3 separate regions of the Zea mays genome follow, and all the other regions are linked to region 1. Evidence: chromatin contacts called from public Hi-C data. All regions are on one chromosome and are shown on one strand. The core of a region is the stretch at or near the end of the contact, and the rest is flanking DNA. Distances in the headings are between cores, read along the strand shown.

Evidence for each region. Hi-C and Micro-C count contacts between places; a contact is called where the count stands out from the background.
Region 2: a Hi-C map of ear shows a contact between it and region 1, with 2.2 times the contacts expected there. The contact joins the promoter of LOC100285805 here to the promoter of LOC103631933 in region 1. A contact is called at or near these places in 2 of 25 Hi-C or Micro-C datasets (ear and tassel).
Region 3: a contact with region 1 is called in a Hi-C map of endosperm, with 2.9 times the contacts expected there. The contact joins the promoter of LOC100191251 here to the promoter of LOC103631933 in region 1. A contact is called at or near these places in 2 of 25 Hi-C or Micro-C datasets (ear and endosperm).

The regions. Positions count from the first base shown.
Region 1 is chr7:4,710,749-4,715,734 of Zm-B73-REFERENCE-NAM-5.0, forward strand. It overlaps LOC103631933, which reads right to left and starts at 2,383. Exons shown (of 1, transcript XM_008653778.4): 1 at 1,164-2,383. The coding sequence starts at 2,135. The coding sequence ends at 1,305. LOC103631932 (GYF domain-containing protein) reads left to right here. Exons shown (of 10, transcript XM_008653777.3): 10 at 1-26. It also overlaps the pseudogene LOC103633672.
Region 2 is chr7:4,224,377-4,229,362 of Zm-B73-REFERENCE-NAM-5.0, forward strand. It overlaps LOC100285805, which reads left to right and starts at 2,364. Exons shown (of 6, transcript NM_001372336.1): 1 at 2,364-2,941; 2 at 3,108-3,513; 3 at 3,930-4,145; 4 at 4,349-4,456. The coding sequence starts at 2,394. It overlaps LOC100272629 (60S ribosomal protein L5, mitochondrial-like), which reads left to right. Exons shown (of 2, transcript NM_001348798.1): 2 at 1-342. The coding sequence ends at 69.
Region 3 is chr7:5,117,443-5,122,428 of Zm-B73-REFERENCE-NAM-5.0, forward strand. It overlaps LOC100191251, which reads right to left and starts at 2,988. Exons shown (of 2, transcript NM_001136685.1): 1 at 2,278-2,988; 2 at 1,301-1,838. The coding sequence starts at 2,521. The coding sequence ends at 1,576. It overlaps LOC100281387 (nucleolar RNA helicase 2), which reads right to left. Exons shown (of 7, transcript NM_001154305.2): 4 at 4,872-4,970; 5 at 4,561-4,785; 6 at 4,277-4,438; 7 at 3,506-4,171. The coding sequence ends at 3,719.

The sequences.
Region 1 (4,986 bases), core at 1,133-3,632:
GAAACTCACCAGATGGATTCAGTTCAGTAGTTTGTGACGTCGTTCAGCTTTTTGCACGGTGTGGGCAGTGGCCCCAGCGCTGCCATCCCCACGTCGCAAGTACCTCGGGGCCATCGAAGGCAGACAGAAACAATGAGAAAATACATTTTTGGAGGTTTTTAGCTCGAACTGTGTATGCTTGTAGTATGTAAAATTTTATTTCACCAACGGATCACTCCCATCTAGGGCTAGAGCTGATACTTTAAAGATCTAGGACTGACTTGTAGATCAGGGCATCTTTTATATGAACATAGTTTTACTCACATTTTTTTTATAAAACTAATATGATATTAAAAACGCATCAAATTATTCATACAATATCTTAAAAAATTCTTAACATTTCTTGGTATAAAATCATCAGTGATGGTGGATATCAACCCCATCCAATATTTTCTTATCAATCTGCTATTTTGTTCTCCTATAGGTCCCTTCAACAATACATCCCTAGAATTTTCATCAAGGCTGTCCCGATTTCTAGGATCATAGATATCTGTAGAAAAAAAAACATCTTGATCGTCAATGCTAGTAGATTCTATCGCAAATGACTAGGTGCCTGTTTGTTTTGGTTTCTAGCAGCTTCTGGCCACCAAAAGATGCTGCGGACTGCTAAACGCTCAGCTTTTCAGCTAGCTTTTATAAAATTCGTTGGAGCAAAAACCATAAAAAATCAATCTAAACACATAATCGGTTGAGTCGTTTTAATAGTAGGAATCCGTCACTTTCTAAATCCTGAGCCCTATGAATAACTTTATCTTCCTCCACACGTAATCGTAATGATACTCAGATTATCCCTACAGCCAGATTTTTAGAAAAGCTGGTCAGAAAAAAGTCGAACCAAACAGGCCCTAGATATATTTCTATGATCACTTACGTTGTCATCATCCGTGTTGATTTATGGAAAGTCTTTTGTGACTTTTCTTTAAATTGGAATGGGTATAACACCCTTTTGTGGGCACTTAATTAAATGTCATACAGGAAGTAAAGCACATGATAGAACGAGAATACGATATCACTGCTGATATAGCAATTAAATTGAAAGAATGATGTTGGGCTCAGGTCTGTACACTCTAGTAGAGTAGAGGGCTGCGACGACACGGAACAAGTGACAGAATGCACAAACAGCATGGTGAAAACTCACGATCTATTTGTATTAACCGCAGTTTGCACACGAAACAATAACGACACTTAAATTCGATCCATCAAATCGACCCTAGCAAAGTCTTATCTGTTGTATACTACTACTACTACTCTAAAAAAAACTGAATTTAAATCATGACTAATGCCAAGATCCGGGCTCCGGCTGCGTAGGAGCCACGGCGTGCGAGGACGGCTCGACGGCGACGGACCGACGGCACGTACGCGGGGCCCGGGTACCCGTACGGGTACAAGAAGCTGGCGCTGAAGGCATGTGGCGGCGCCTGGTACACCACCATCGTCTCGTATCCCGGCAGGTACCGGTACGTCTCGCTGTAGCCGTAACCAGATCCTGTAGCCTCGCCGCCGTAGTAGTAGTAGCCGTACCCAGATCGTGTAGCGGGGCCGTACGCGCCGCGGTAGCCGAAGTAGTGGTACAGAAGATACGGCAAGACGTCGTCGAGGGCAGCCGCCGGCTCCTCGTCTTCTCCTTGCTCGTCGATGTTGGGCAGGAGCTCTTCCGCCGCTGGCTGCGCTCCGACCTTCGCTTCCTCCTCCTCCTCGTCGCTCTCCTCCTGCTCCTCGGCGGCGGCGGCGTCCTGTGGATTGTCCTCTCCTGCAATGGCGGCGGTGACGGTCACGGTGACGGCGTCGGCAACGGCAACAGCTTCCGCGTCCTCCTCCACCGTCTCCTCAACGGCAACATCCTCCATATCCTCGTCCACTGTCTCCTCAACGGCGACAGCAACATCCTCCACATCCTCGTCCACCGTCTCCTCAATGGCGACAGCAACAGCCTCCACTTCCTCGTCCACCGTCTCCTCAACGGCGACAGCAACAGCCTCCACCCTCTCCTCAGGTGAGAGGACGTAAACCCAGTCTTCGTCGTCGGCCATCAGGATCGCTTCCATGTTTCGGCGGCGGCGGCGGCGGCGGATTGGATGAATCTCGGTGTGGGGCATCCGTGAGGCCGGATCTATCGATCTATATATACACACACATAATAACGTGATCGATCGGTCGAGCCCTCACCACGAACAAACAACGCGTAACAGACGCTGGCGAGTCCCTCGCGTTTTCCCTATCGTTTGAGCTGGGATCTAACAGAAAGCCGGGAAATTTGTCCTGCTCCTCGCTCCTGCGTCGCGTGTGCCGCCGGGCCGCAGCAGGTGGTGCGCGAGGTGAAGAGCAGCCTGCACCGGGCGCGGCGCCAGCTCTCATCCACCTCCACCGGGCGGGCACCTCCTCCTCCAGGGCCCTCTCCTGGCGATCCGACGCCCATTTGTCCCCTCCTTCCTGCAATCCAGTTTGGTTCAGGTTCCCTGTCTCTTTCGTACTAGGATCGCTAAAAATGACTGCCACAAACAGCAGCTACGAATCCAAGCTCTTAGAGCAACTCCAGTAGTTCTCTAAAAGACTTCCTAAATCAATAATTTAGGTAGTTAATATGAAAACTATTCTCCAACAGTTCTCTAAATGAACTTTCTAAATTTAACAACTTGTCATCTAACCTCATTTTCTCTCTACATTTGGCAACCATTTAACAACTCCCTAAACAAAAATGTTGGCTGCATTATATAGTTTTTGTGACTTATTTTTTATGTGGATAAATACAAAACAAAATTACAACCTATATTTAGAGAACTATTGGAGAACTCACATTTTTTTACTCCAAAAGCCATTTAGCAACTTCTTAAATCTGTGATTTAGAGAGCTAAAATTTACATAACTATTGGAGTTGCTCTTAGTTAACATTTGGTCATTGCTTACCTGTCAACTCAGTTGGTACATAAGGAGGCCGTGAATTATTCATTGAGCGAGAATGGTCATGCAAAATGAGGTAGAAGCCGCAGTGAAGATTTCCCTATTGGCAGCTTTGGGCTCGACTACAAATAAACTTGCCAAAGGTCAGTTAGATGATCTCACAGTAACGACGGTACGCTCTTCTGTATACTACCTGTACATAAAGAGTACATGAATTAAGATTCAGTAACCGAGGAGTGAATGCTAGAGTTGCTGATATTCATAAGACTGCTCTGCTCTGGAAACCAGCAAATGGTTTGTCCTATAGTTTCTGAAACCATCTCTGCACTGTGAGATGCTATACTACTTTGTATAGATGACAACTTTTTTTTTGGCGGAAATAGCATAAGTATTGCTAAATCAACAGGAATTCTGTCAGTTACCAGCCAATTTCCTGGCATACTGAATTTGCTGTGACTGACTGTAAACTGATCTGTAATCCTGTGATGCAAATGTTGATAATAAACTTAACAACTATAACAAAGCATTCACTGCTCATATGATAGATAACTCTGTGGTCTGCTCATACTGAAATTGTTTTCTTGTTTCTATTTTCGTGGCAATGGTAATGCATCTGCGGACAACAGGAGACCCTTGGAGTTAAAGACTCCACCAATTACTGCAGGATATTCGCGCACGTGATTCTACCATCAATGAAACCGCGTTTAAATTACAGGAGACTGCAGAAGCAGCTGAAACTGCTGCTTCTGCAGCACGTTCAATTGATGAAGAGAGAATATTTTTTTACGTTAGAACTTGAACGTCTGAAACAAGACCATGAGAAACAAGTTGAAGCATCTTCGCTTAGGGTAGCAGTCGCATGCAGTGCACATATCTTCTAATGCCTATCAGTTGTTACAGAGCTATGGATTAACTAGATTCAGGCCACCATGAGCATGGTTCATGTCAACAAAAATATTTGAAGTTGTCTGTATTTTTTGTTTCAGTTAAGGAAATCGGAGGAGAAAGCAAAGTTTCTTGTCGGAGAGAGAGATCGTTTGCTTACAGAGAGAGATTCTGCTCTTCAAGAAGCTCAGATGTGGCGCTCAGAGCTAGGAAAAGCTAGAGGAAATGCTGCAATTCTAGAAGCAGCTGTTGTCAGAGCTGAAGAGAAAGCTAGGGTCTAAGCAGCAAATGGTGACATCGGCATAAAAGAAGCCATGAGCCGACTTGAGTCTGCCATCAAAGAAAAGGAAAATCTCCTAGCCCTTGTGGATGCTCTACAATCTCAATTACAAAGGTTTGGCATCCATAATTCAATTTGATTCACCCAGTCGAAAGTTTCTCAAACCTAGATTCTTGTAGTCTTGTAGAGGCAGCTTGATGGATGATTATATGTTTTTTTTTTTCAGACAAGAGACTAGCACAATACATGTTTGTGAAGAGAGCTCGGAGCTCTCTCTACTGCTCCGAAGCACATGGAAGATGACAATGTTCATAAAGCTTGCATATACAGACCGAATACTGGTTATAGAGAACGTTGTTGAGTTGGATGATGAGGGAGTCGATAATCCCCACTCTTTTGAAGCGTCTGGTGTAAGGGAAGTAACCACAGAACGGGAAGAAAACAGGTTTGACATTCCTGTTGGTACTTGATGTCCGACCTTTTTGCGTGAATTGCTTAGAAGGCTTAGCTTGGACTGTGTGGCCGTTCTTGTTCACCGTGATGAGTTTGTATTGGTAGATTCTCACTTTAGTTCATTATTACGTTCTTGTTCAAGTTTCAACACGAGAGTTCCAGAACTTGAATCCCTTTAGACTTGTGCTCTGTCCCTGATGAAATAAAATAGCACATCTGGTGTTGAGTGTGTGAGTGTACACCTGAACCGTCATGTTTGGCAGTTTCTTTTTTTCTCAGCCAGGAAGTTCTTGTTGTATCCTGCAAACTGAGTTAGTAAGAGGGTGTTTGGTTCCTTTAGCCATTCCTATAAACTTTAGGGACTAAACTTTAGTCCTTAGAAATACTATTTGGAAGACTTATTTTAAGGGGTGTTTGGTTTCTAGGGACTA
Region 2 (4,986 bases), core at 1,114-3,613, 490 kb before region 1:
AATACAAAAGATGAGACCTCACTACTGTGGAGTGGCTTCATGCTTAATGACGAGGGAGAGACCAAGTAAGGTAGAACTGTTGATCTTTGTTTCTGCTTAATCTCCCTGATATTGTAGTTGCTGCCCAACTGAACCTTCAGTTGGCTGTTGATGTCAAAAATGATTTTGGAAATTTGGTGCTTCGTGCTCTAGGAGTGCGCAATGTCGCAGCCTTCTGTTTTGTAGACTGAATGAGATAACGTGATTGTTTTTCATCTTGACGCGTGGAGCTCATGTTTGATAACTACGTCTAGTTCCATGTATGAACATAATAATCTTGGTCTAATAAGCATTGTTTTGCTTATTCCTGTGGTTCCTGCTATAGTAACATGGAATGCTCGTTTCTGTTTGCCAAAGCCATTGCAAAAGAGGGCAACGAAATGGAGTTCCTCCCATTTTTAGTCCTATTTTTCAGTCCTGTGAGCATGATATATATATGTCCAGGACCCAAATCATTCTGCTCTTACTTGATGCCACATCAAACCTCTCTTTGTATTTATAAAAAAGTGAAAATAATTCAATACCTCTTCGCATTTGCGGTTTCCTATTTTTCTAAAGCGATCAACAATAGCAACATTTGTAACTTCCAATGTTTTTTGTTTTTCCACATAACAAATATGACTATTACTCATGTACTCATCCCTATGGGTAGTAATGTGCTCTAAAGTCTATACTATAAAATTTAAGGATCAGATTAGAATTAAAATATATTTTTATTTATTTTTGAACTAAATTAATTAGTGACTCAAATGAATTGTGAATAAATATTTGGATCGTGATTTATTACCACCCCATACAATTCTGCAAATGTGGTTTCATAATTTTCATAGATGAAAAACCCCTCTCAACTATAGCGGGCAATATAGGCACTAACTTTAAAAGTCAATAAACCAAATGATATGTAAGATTTTTTTTCTTGTTTTTACCATTTTTTTGGAGAGCTCAGCAATGGTTTGCAGATTGACAAATCTATCATCTTGCTGCACATCATCTACGCAAAGAAAAAGTTCTGTGTTAAGATCACTCAGATCATTAGAATCAAAGTCACTTGGATGCAATTCAGCTAGACTTATCAATTTGTAACATACAAGCAATTGATTTGTAGGAGCCAATCAATAGCCTCATTAAAACAATCAACTTGAAAATGATGCTGGTTGGCAATTCCATTTTTTTTGGTATAGTCGGATCAATATAAGCCTCCTCCGTTTACTACTTGGAAATATCATGTTTGCTACAAAATACATACACTTCCCCAAGTACTTTTTCCCCGCCATCGGCAATCTCTTATTAAAATGGCTCCAAGTAGATCTCACAATTTTGGGATTCGTGGAGCACCCGTACTTATGGTTAGTTTGGGAACTCCATTTTTCCAATTAGATTTCTATTTTTCTAAAGAAAAATGAACTAATTTTCCTTAAGAAAATAGAAATCCTTTGGAAAAATATGGTTCCCAAATTAGTACTTATTGTTTGATTTTCTAGTCTGGGTTTTTCTTTCTAAAACACTTCACGGACACTTGGTTTAGTTCCCTCTTGATAAAAATCACACTAAAGCTTTTGCCATCTTTTATTAGGAAAAATAATTACCTATGTGTTGTAATTATGTTATTGCTTTAGGGCTTATTTGTTTTACCTTTAATACATGTGGATTGACTGATATTGAGTCGGTTTAAAACCATAGCAAGTCAAAATCTATCTCAACTCATTCTAATACACTTCAATCCATATGGAATTGGAATAATCGAACAAGGTCTTAGGCCTTGTTCGTTTGTGCCGGATTAGTGAGTCGGAACGATTCCTAACCGGATTGCTTCTCTAATTTATATAAACTTCGATTAGCTGGAACGATTTCGGGTCCAATCCGACACAAACGAGCAAGACCTTAACCTTAAATGGGTGACCGGATTTACCCTGAAATGATGAATATGAAGTTGATTAGACACTTGCCACTAAATAAGGCACATAATTATCAAAGTTTAGAGCCTGTTTAAGGGATGTTTGGTTTCTAAGAACTAATTTTTAGTATCTCTATTTTATTTTATTTTATTTTAGTTCCTAAATTATCAAATACGAAAACTAAAAAATTATTTTAGTTCTTATATTTAGTAATTTAGGGATTAAAATAAAATAAAATAATTTAGAGCCTAAAATAAAATAAAATGAAGAAATCAAAAATTAGTTTATAGAAACTAAACACCCTTTAAAATGTTCACATTTTTCACGCGCCCAAAAAAACCAGAGATGTTTTCAGTCAATTTAAAAACAAAAAACAAAAACAAAATACGAGAGTATGGATAGGACTTCGAAGGTAAACCCCCGCTCCACCTCCACCTCAGTTTCCCACTCAGAGCTCCAATGGCCGCCGCTCTCCCGCACTCCCGCCTTCACCTCCCGCTCCACACGCCCAGTCCCACCTCCCGCCGCCGCCCCTGCCCCCGTTCCCGCCGCCGCCTTCCCTCCTTCGTCGCCGTATCGCGCCTCCAGAACACCACCGCCGCGACCCACCCGGTCCTCCCGCCCCCGGCTCCGCCCCCCTCCGCCGCGCTCCTCGCCGCCGAGGGCGCCTCCCTCGCGCCGCGCCGCGAGCACCGCTTCCCGGGCTCGGTCTCCTCCCCAACAAGCACCGCCTCTGCCTCTAACGAGGCGGAGTACGCCGTCCTGCTTCGCGCCCTCCAGGTGCGCCGCGCCGTCGCCGCCGAGGTGCTCGTTGCCGCGCTCGGCGGCGGGAAGGTCGGCGGCCTGACCTACATCAAGAACCTCACGGGGCGGATGGGGCCGTTCGTGGACCGCGTTGTTGTCGAGGCCGCAGCGATGCGGCGGGACCGCCCCGAGCTCGCCCACATGTCCTTCAACGCCCGTGCAAAGGCGTACATCCAGGAGTCCGGCCTTGTGGAGCTTGTCAAGTAAAGACCATCACTTTGCTTCTTCCATATATTTCTTCGAATTATGTCTGTTCAGTATGCAGTATGCACAATAATTGTGATTATTCAACCATCAGAAACATTGCAAATCATAAAACTGTGGCTAGTTACCTGATCAGTATTGAGGTTACTACATTGCCTACTTCAGGTGGTTCAAGCACAACTCGATGACATATCCCCAGATCGCAAAAGTTGTTTGCGCATGTTCTGGCGATTTGGGGAAAGTTAGAAAGATGATAAAGTGGCTTAGGTCAATTTATGTAAAAGGAGATTTTTTGGGGCGTGTCCTTGCAAACGGTGGATCTTTCTTGAACCGGAGCTTTGAAGAATTGGAAGAGATTATTGGCTATTTGGAAAGCCTTGGTGTCAGGAGAGACTGGATTGGTTATGTGATCAGCAGATGCCCACAGCTGTTGAGCTTGTCTATGGATGAGTTGGAGACACGAGTCAGGTTTTATACGGATTTGGGAATGGACAAGAAGGACTTTGGCACAATGGTCTATGATTATCCAAGAGTTCTTGGATTTTTAAGCCTGGAAGAGATGAACAGTAAGGTGTTTGCTTTATATTTAGTTCAGTTCTATGATATTTTTGCTGCACATTGTAGATTTGTAGATCGACCTTTCCTTTTCTGCATTTTATTTATCGCCGCTTGCTATGGGCAAGAGTCTATTTGATATTCTGAATGGTTTAGTCTGAGTTGTATCTGTTCAATAAAAAAGTGAGGGCTCAACAAAAATGATGTCACAATCTTTTTCCTTTCTTTTAGTATAGTGTGGAAATGCTGATTGGTGTAGAACTCAAGTTTAGAGTGCCATATGATATCAACCATCTAGTGGAACAGATGAACTTGTTAGGATTACGTTCCTTGTACTTCTGGAACTAATAAAGTTGCTAATATACTTTTCAGTTCTCGAGTCTTGATATCTATTTTTTTTAGTTGTTCATGAAATAGCATTGTTGGTCACAGGTTCAATATCTGAAAGAGTTTGGTTTAAGTACTGAGGAACTTGGGAGGTTACTGGCTTTCAAGCCACAACTCATGGCCTGTAGCATTGAAGAAAGGTGGAAGCCTCTTGTGAAATACCTGTATCACCTTAACATTTCACGGGATGGCATGAAGCGAATGTTGATGGTCCAACCTACAATATTCTGTCTTGATTTGGAGACAGTGATTGCACCAAAGGTAATCTCTTAGTTACTTTGACAGTTGACACACTTCTTCAATTTGTGTTATTCACAGAATGATGTTTTGATTTGTTAAGCTGCTGTGTTAACATTCTGTTATTTGTTAAACTCTTAAAATCTTCAATAAGACTAAGTGTTTCCTTATATTTTTGCTATTATAACTTGATGTACTGAAGTTTGCTATACAAACATATATTTTAGGTACAATTTTTAATTGATATTGGTGTGAGGAGTGATGCAATCGGCAATGTGCTTGCGAAGTTTCCTCCTGTATTAACTTATAGCTTGTACAAGAAAATACGCCCAGTGGTATGTTCTCACTTTTCATTATTATTCTTTTCACTTTCAGTAAATATTGATTCATTTTGTTTGGATTTAATTGCATCCGATTTTTATACTACTTCCAGTTTTGTTAGGATGTTAGTGTACATAATGTAGGGACTTCTCTTAATTGGCAAGAGTATAAGTATCACCATAGTAAGTAGTCTCAGAAAGCATCATTCTATCCAAGGCACTAAGCTTCATATAACTGGAGCTTTATATAACAAACATTGGACCCCACAACATGTTGGTATTTACATACTTCTTAATATTGGTTCACCATGATGAGCTAACACCGAGGCAATCACTTTGTGCATCATTTTCTCACTTAAGTTTTCAGGCATAAAATGTTTGAACCTAATATGCACCTTACATTCTTACTGAGAGCACCTAGAGGGGGGGGGGGGGGGTGAATAGGTGATCCTGAATAACTTAAAAACTTAAGCCACAAAAACTTAGTTAAGCGTTAGCACAATAATCGCCAAGTGGCTAGAGAGGAGTCTCAACAAAACACAATA
Region 3 (4,986 bases), core at 1,738-4,237, 410 kb after region 1:
ATGATCTGCAGCAGCCAGCAGCACGAGCTGGATCGATGTACGTGGATGATAGATGGAGCATGGGCTTAAATAGTTCCCGCCAGGCCCGGCCCGCCTCCTCCTGGCGCTTTTCACTTGTTGCAGCCCGGCCTGGCCCAGCCTGGCCACAAACACAAAGCAATAGCTACATCATACACAACTCTTCTTTGTGCGATTGTAATCACAGACTAGTATATAGCCTATGTTAACGTTGTGATCCACAGAAGGGATAGAATGGGTTGGCGGCGGCATGAGTGAGAGAGGCTGAGGGCGGTGGGGTCGTGGAAGGAGAAGGGAGAGTGGGAGGGATGAGTGATTATTATCCATATAATATTGTTTGTGTGAGTAAATGAGATAGGGTTATTCATCGATTTGAACTGTTGATTTTTGATGGTGTGTTCTGTCTGGGTACCATTTATTTGGTGAATTTAGTGGAGGTTATGGGTTTGGAGTGATTTGATTGGATGAGTTTTGTAAAGTTTAAACTAGTGAATTATATAGTGTTGTAGATATAGATAGATTACGTTCTCCTGAAAATCAATCCGACTACTTATGTATTGATTCCCTCTCAAGTCTAGTTCTCTATTATTACTACCTCCGTTTGTAAATGTATAAGTTATTTTTATATTTTTAGATATGTTACTTTTACTATATAGCATTATAGCTAGACAATTAGATATAGACTGTATCAGCTAGATGTATAATAAAAACTATGTCTAAAATGACCTTAATGAATTAAATTTAAAATAGAGAGTTTATGTAATGGCTAGTTGGTTGGCCGGGTTATATAAATGGGAGCATATATTGGGTGCACATGACATGCCCGGTGCATATGTGCACATATTAAATCTCAGCCCACCATCCGTGATCCGACGTCGACATTCTTGCAAGAATGTCACCACAGTCCAGAGTCCACACACCACACCATACCATGAATGCACGGGACACTGGGGCCATGCGGCACCAAACCTACTGTGCTAGCCATCTTGCTGGTTTTGCTGCGGCAGCCTGCTCCTGTACACGGACCAGTCAGCATGTGCACTCATACGCAGCCTACAGCCTACTCCTGGTCCTTGAGAGCCAGAACGCATGCATGCCTTCAGAGTTCCGAAATCCTTGAGAGCTATCTCCATCATTCGCTCGCCTCCAAACACAATCAGAAGCTGCTAAAACGTCCAAACAATCAGAAGACGGCTGCACCGAAGGCATGCCTCAATTATACGCTTTCAAACTTCCATGGCATCCACAGACCAGCACAGATGTAGGGCTACATGGTTAATTTAAGAGGGGAATTCTATTCTATTTCGTGCTACAATCCCTGTTTCACAGTGCTTGAATAAGGAGGGAGCAAAAGAGCAGCAGTCATATTTACAGATGCATCCACATAACAAAAATAATATCTAGAATGCAGACTAACATTTCCAGCTAGAACAACTAATTTCCCCTTCCATATCAAAACAAAACAAAACAAAAAACAAAAACTTGTATATCACCATGTTTAAGTTCCCATGGCGGTACCATTCAACTTGAAACCAGCTTTGATTTCCAACGAGTCTTTTAAGGAGGCCAACGCTGATCTTTGAAGGCCCTGATGCATTCTACCGTGGACCGGATGCTACTCGACACGCCCTTCCCCAGCTTCGGCAGATCAACTCCTCCTGGAACCTGAGGGCTGTCCTGGAACCTCGGAAGCTTCTGTCGAGATTCTTTCCTCATAGCCGCTGCATTGCCCACGTAGCTGATGGCGTCCCATACCAGACCTCTGATGATGGTTAGGGCGTAGAATCTCGCTGAATCAACAGGGACGCTGCTCGCAAAACCTGTAGGTGAAATTCAGAAGGCAGATCTGTCCGTCATTCATGTGTCAGATGCTTGTACACAAAGGTCGGGAATAGCAACAAATAATCGGGCCTGCACTGAGGCGGTGAGGCCTGCTAATTGTGCATCAGTAATGATAGCATACTGTCAGGTTGCTAAATCATGTGCACCAACTAACACTGGCAAGGACAGGTGAAGCATGGTTGACTGAATATCCAACTACAGACATTTGTTTCCACCAAATCACCAATTAATTGATTGCTACTTGCCCAAATATTTCCATTCTATTTCTCACAACAATCAGGTAGAGATAATAAAAGCACTACTGCACTACACTAACTGAAACTCACACTGGATCCAAGAATTAGTACACCAATACCAACCGTGGTGCACATGGATTATTTATTGAAGGGGACGCAATAACAGAGCATGACTAATTACCACCGTGGTCGTGGTTCCTGATGAGGCTGTGCTGCGGCAGGCCGATGCCGACGCCGGCGAGCGTGAACCCAACGCTGAACCCCACGCCGCACCCGGCGCCTACGTACCCAATCACCTCAGGCCCGAAGCCGGGGCCCCAGCCGACGCCACAGCCGACGCCGAGCCCCACACCCCAGAAGGTGCCGGCCGTCGGGTGCACGGGGTTCCAGCGCTGGTACCGCCCGAGCACGCCCTTGATGATCATCCTCAGCTTCACGGCAGTCTGGACAAAAGGAACAATGCAAGCAGCAGCAAAAGCCTCATCAAAGATCCGACTTTTTTTTCCCCCGCGGAAAAGGAGAATAGAAGAAGCAATGGTGGGCGGCAGCGGAGTACCAGCTTGGGTTGCGCATTTGCTGCCGCTGGCGCGGCTGGTGTTGCGCTGGCCGGCGGCGGCGCGGGAGGGGGAGGCGGTTGGTGGAGCTGGGGGGAGTCTGGCATCAGCGGACCTGCCGCTGCTGCTGTGAAGAAGCCTCTGGGCTCCTCGTGACTCGTGGACGCCGCCGTTCGTGCAGTCTCCCAGCTACAGTCCGAGGTGTAGCAAATCTTATCGCCGTCTCCTCGCCGTCGCTCGTTCTGTCCCAAGCCAATCCAATGCGTCGCCGTCGTGGGTGCCTCTCCTGGCAGGAAAGAGGAAGCCCGTGCACTTTTGTTCGTTTTCTTGGGCCCTGGACGATTTTGGGCTAGCCCATCTGCGCTTGTGGTCGTTGGTAAAAATATCTGGCCTCCAGGCTCCCCGGGAGGATTTAAGATTTAACCTGAAACAGAACATTTCCATGTTAGATGAATAGATGGAGAACAAATTCATTCTTTTAGGAAAATCAATCATATATCGCAGAAGTTCTGTGTTCTGTGACAGTTGAGATCATGGAACAGATCTACAAGCAATACACCATCGGCAGTGGTCTTTGCTAATTTGACACCGGTCCATAAATCATAGACATGGACCCACAAATCATAGACAGAGATAGCAAAATAGCAAAGTGTCAACAGTTGGGAGTGGCGAAATTGCAAATATTTCCATGTACATGAACAGAAACCAAAAGCCATCCTTTCGTAGGATTATTAGGGCTGATTTGGTGACCCGGGATTCTGGGAGGATCGGAGGGAATTGAGGAGGAAATTAGTTTATTTCCCCCTCAATCCCCTCCAATCCTCTCAGGATCTCCTTGTCACCAAATCAACCCTTAAAGAGAACAGAATCAGAGCATACAGTGATGCAGGTTCTGAAACAACCTTGTATCAGAAGTGCAGAAGTTCTGAAAGAACCCTACAGGCCTACAACACCAAACTACTCGTGAAACAACGGGTGAATCAAGTGCTACTGGTTTGGTCAGGGAAGGAACATACAACAGGTGTTAGAAAAGGTTCAGAACTGTACAAGAAAACCCTATCCGATTCATCACTTGGAACCCTTGAAGCCACCGAAGTTGCCGGAATCTGACGTGCCAGAACCACCATAGCCTCTTGGATAACGTGAGGAGCCTGAATCATCAGAGCTCCGGGAACGCCCAAAGTCAGCGTTACCACGTCTGCTGAAATCACTGTCTCCAAAGTCGCCAAATCTATCAGAACGACTGAAGCTAGGCCTGCCAAAGTCACTGGAAGATCGTCTGAAACCTCCAGATCCACCGTGGTACCTTGAACCTGAGTCACGGAATCCACCGCCGCGGTCAGAGGAACCACCAAATCTCTCAAAATCACCGAAGCCTCTGGAACGATGGTCTTCAAAGTCACCATAACCTTCACGGCTAAAAGGTCCACCTGTTCTTCTGCTTCCAACTGATCTAGAGCGAGTATCTCTCATGACATTAAACATGTCTGCAGCCTCGTCTGAAACTGGCATCTTCGGAAGCTGCAAGCGGCAAAAAAAAGGAAGTGGATAAGTTTTCCACATTTCATCTCAACTACAAAAACAACTTCATGAGGATTCGATAGCTTGGTTCCTGAAGTACTCTACCTCTGTGAACCTGCATCCTATATCTTGCTCGATGACCCTTACAGCTCTAGTCTGTTCATACGTGTATATTAGAATTGCACTGCCTTTCTTCCCTGCTCGTGCAGTTCTCCCAGATCTGTGAACAAATAACTCCGATGTATTTGGGATCTCATAATGTACCACCTGAATATATAAGGGGGGAAACTCAAAACTATGCTCACAAAAAGAGTCAGCAGACATATTTTCTGGACGACAAAAAAAGTTTGTGATAAATATTTGCACATAGTATACCCCAGGTCACTCACTAGATCAACGTTGGGTATGTCCAATCCACGAGCTGCGACATCAGTTGCCACAAGGATATTAAAACGACCATCACGAAATCCTGAAAGTGTCCTCTCTCTTTGATTCTGTGAAATATCCCCATGCAGTGCCTGGCACTGATAACTCCTTCCCATGACATATGCCAATCTATCTGCTTCCCGTTTAGTTTGAGTAAACACAATGCATTTTCCACCATTGGCATGCTCCTAATGACATGAGTGGGGAAATGGTTATGTACTGTTTTTTGGCATGTAAATCATAAAACACATGTGCATTTAGGAGGGATACTCACTTTAATCAAGGGACCAATAATTGAAGGCTTCCCGAAGTTATCAGAGGCAATGGAATAGAGAGAGATTCCTTCAGGTAATTTCTGATCTGAGTCACCAACCTGAGAAAGAAGGGAA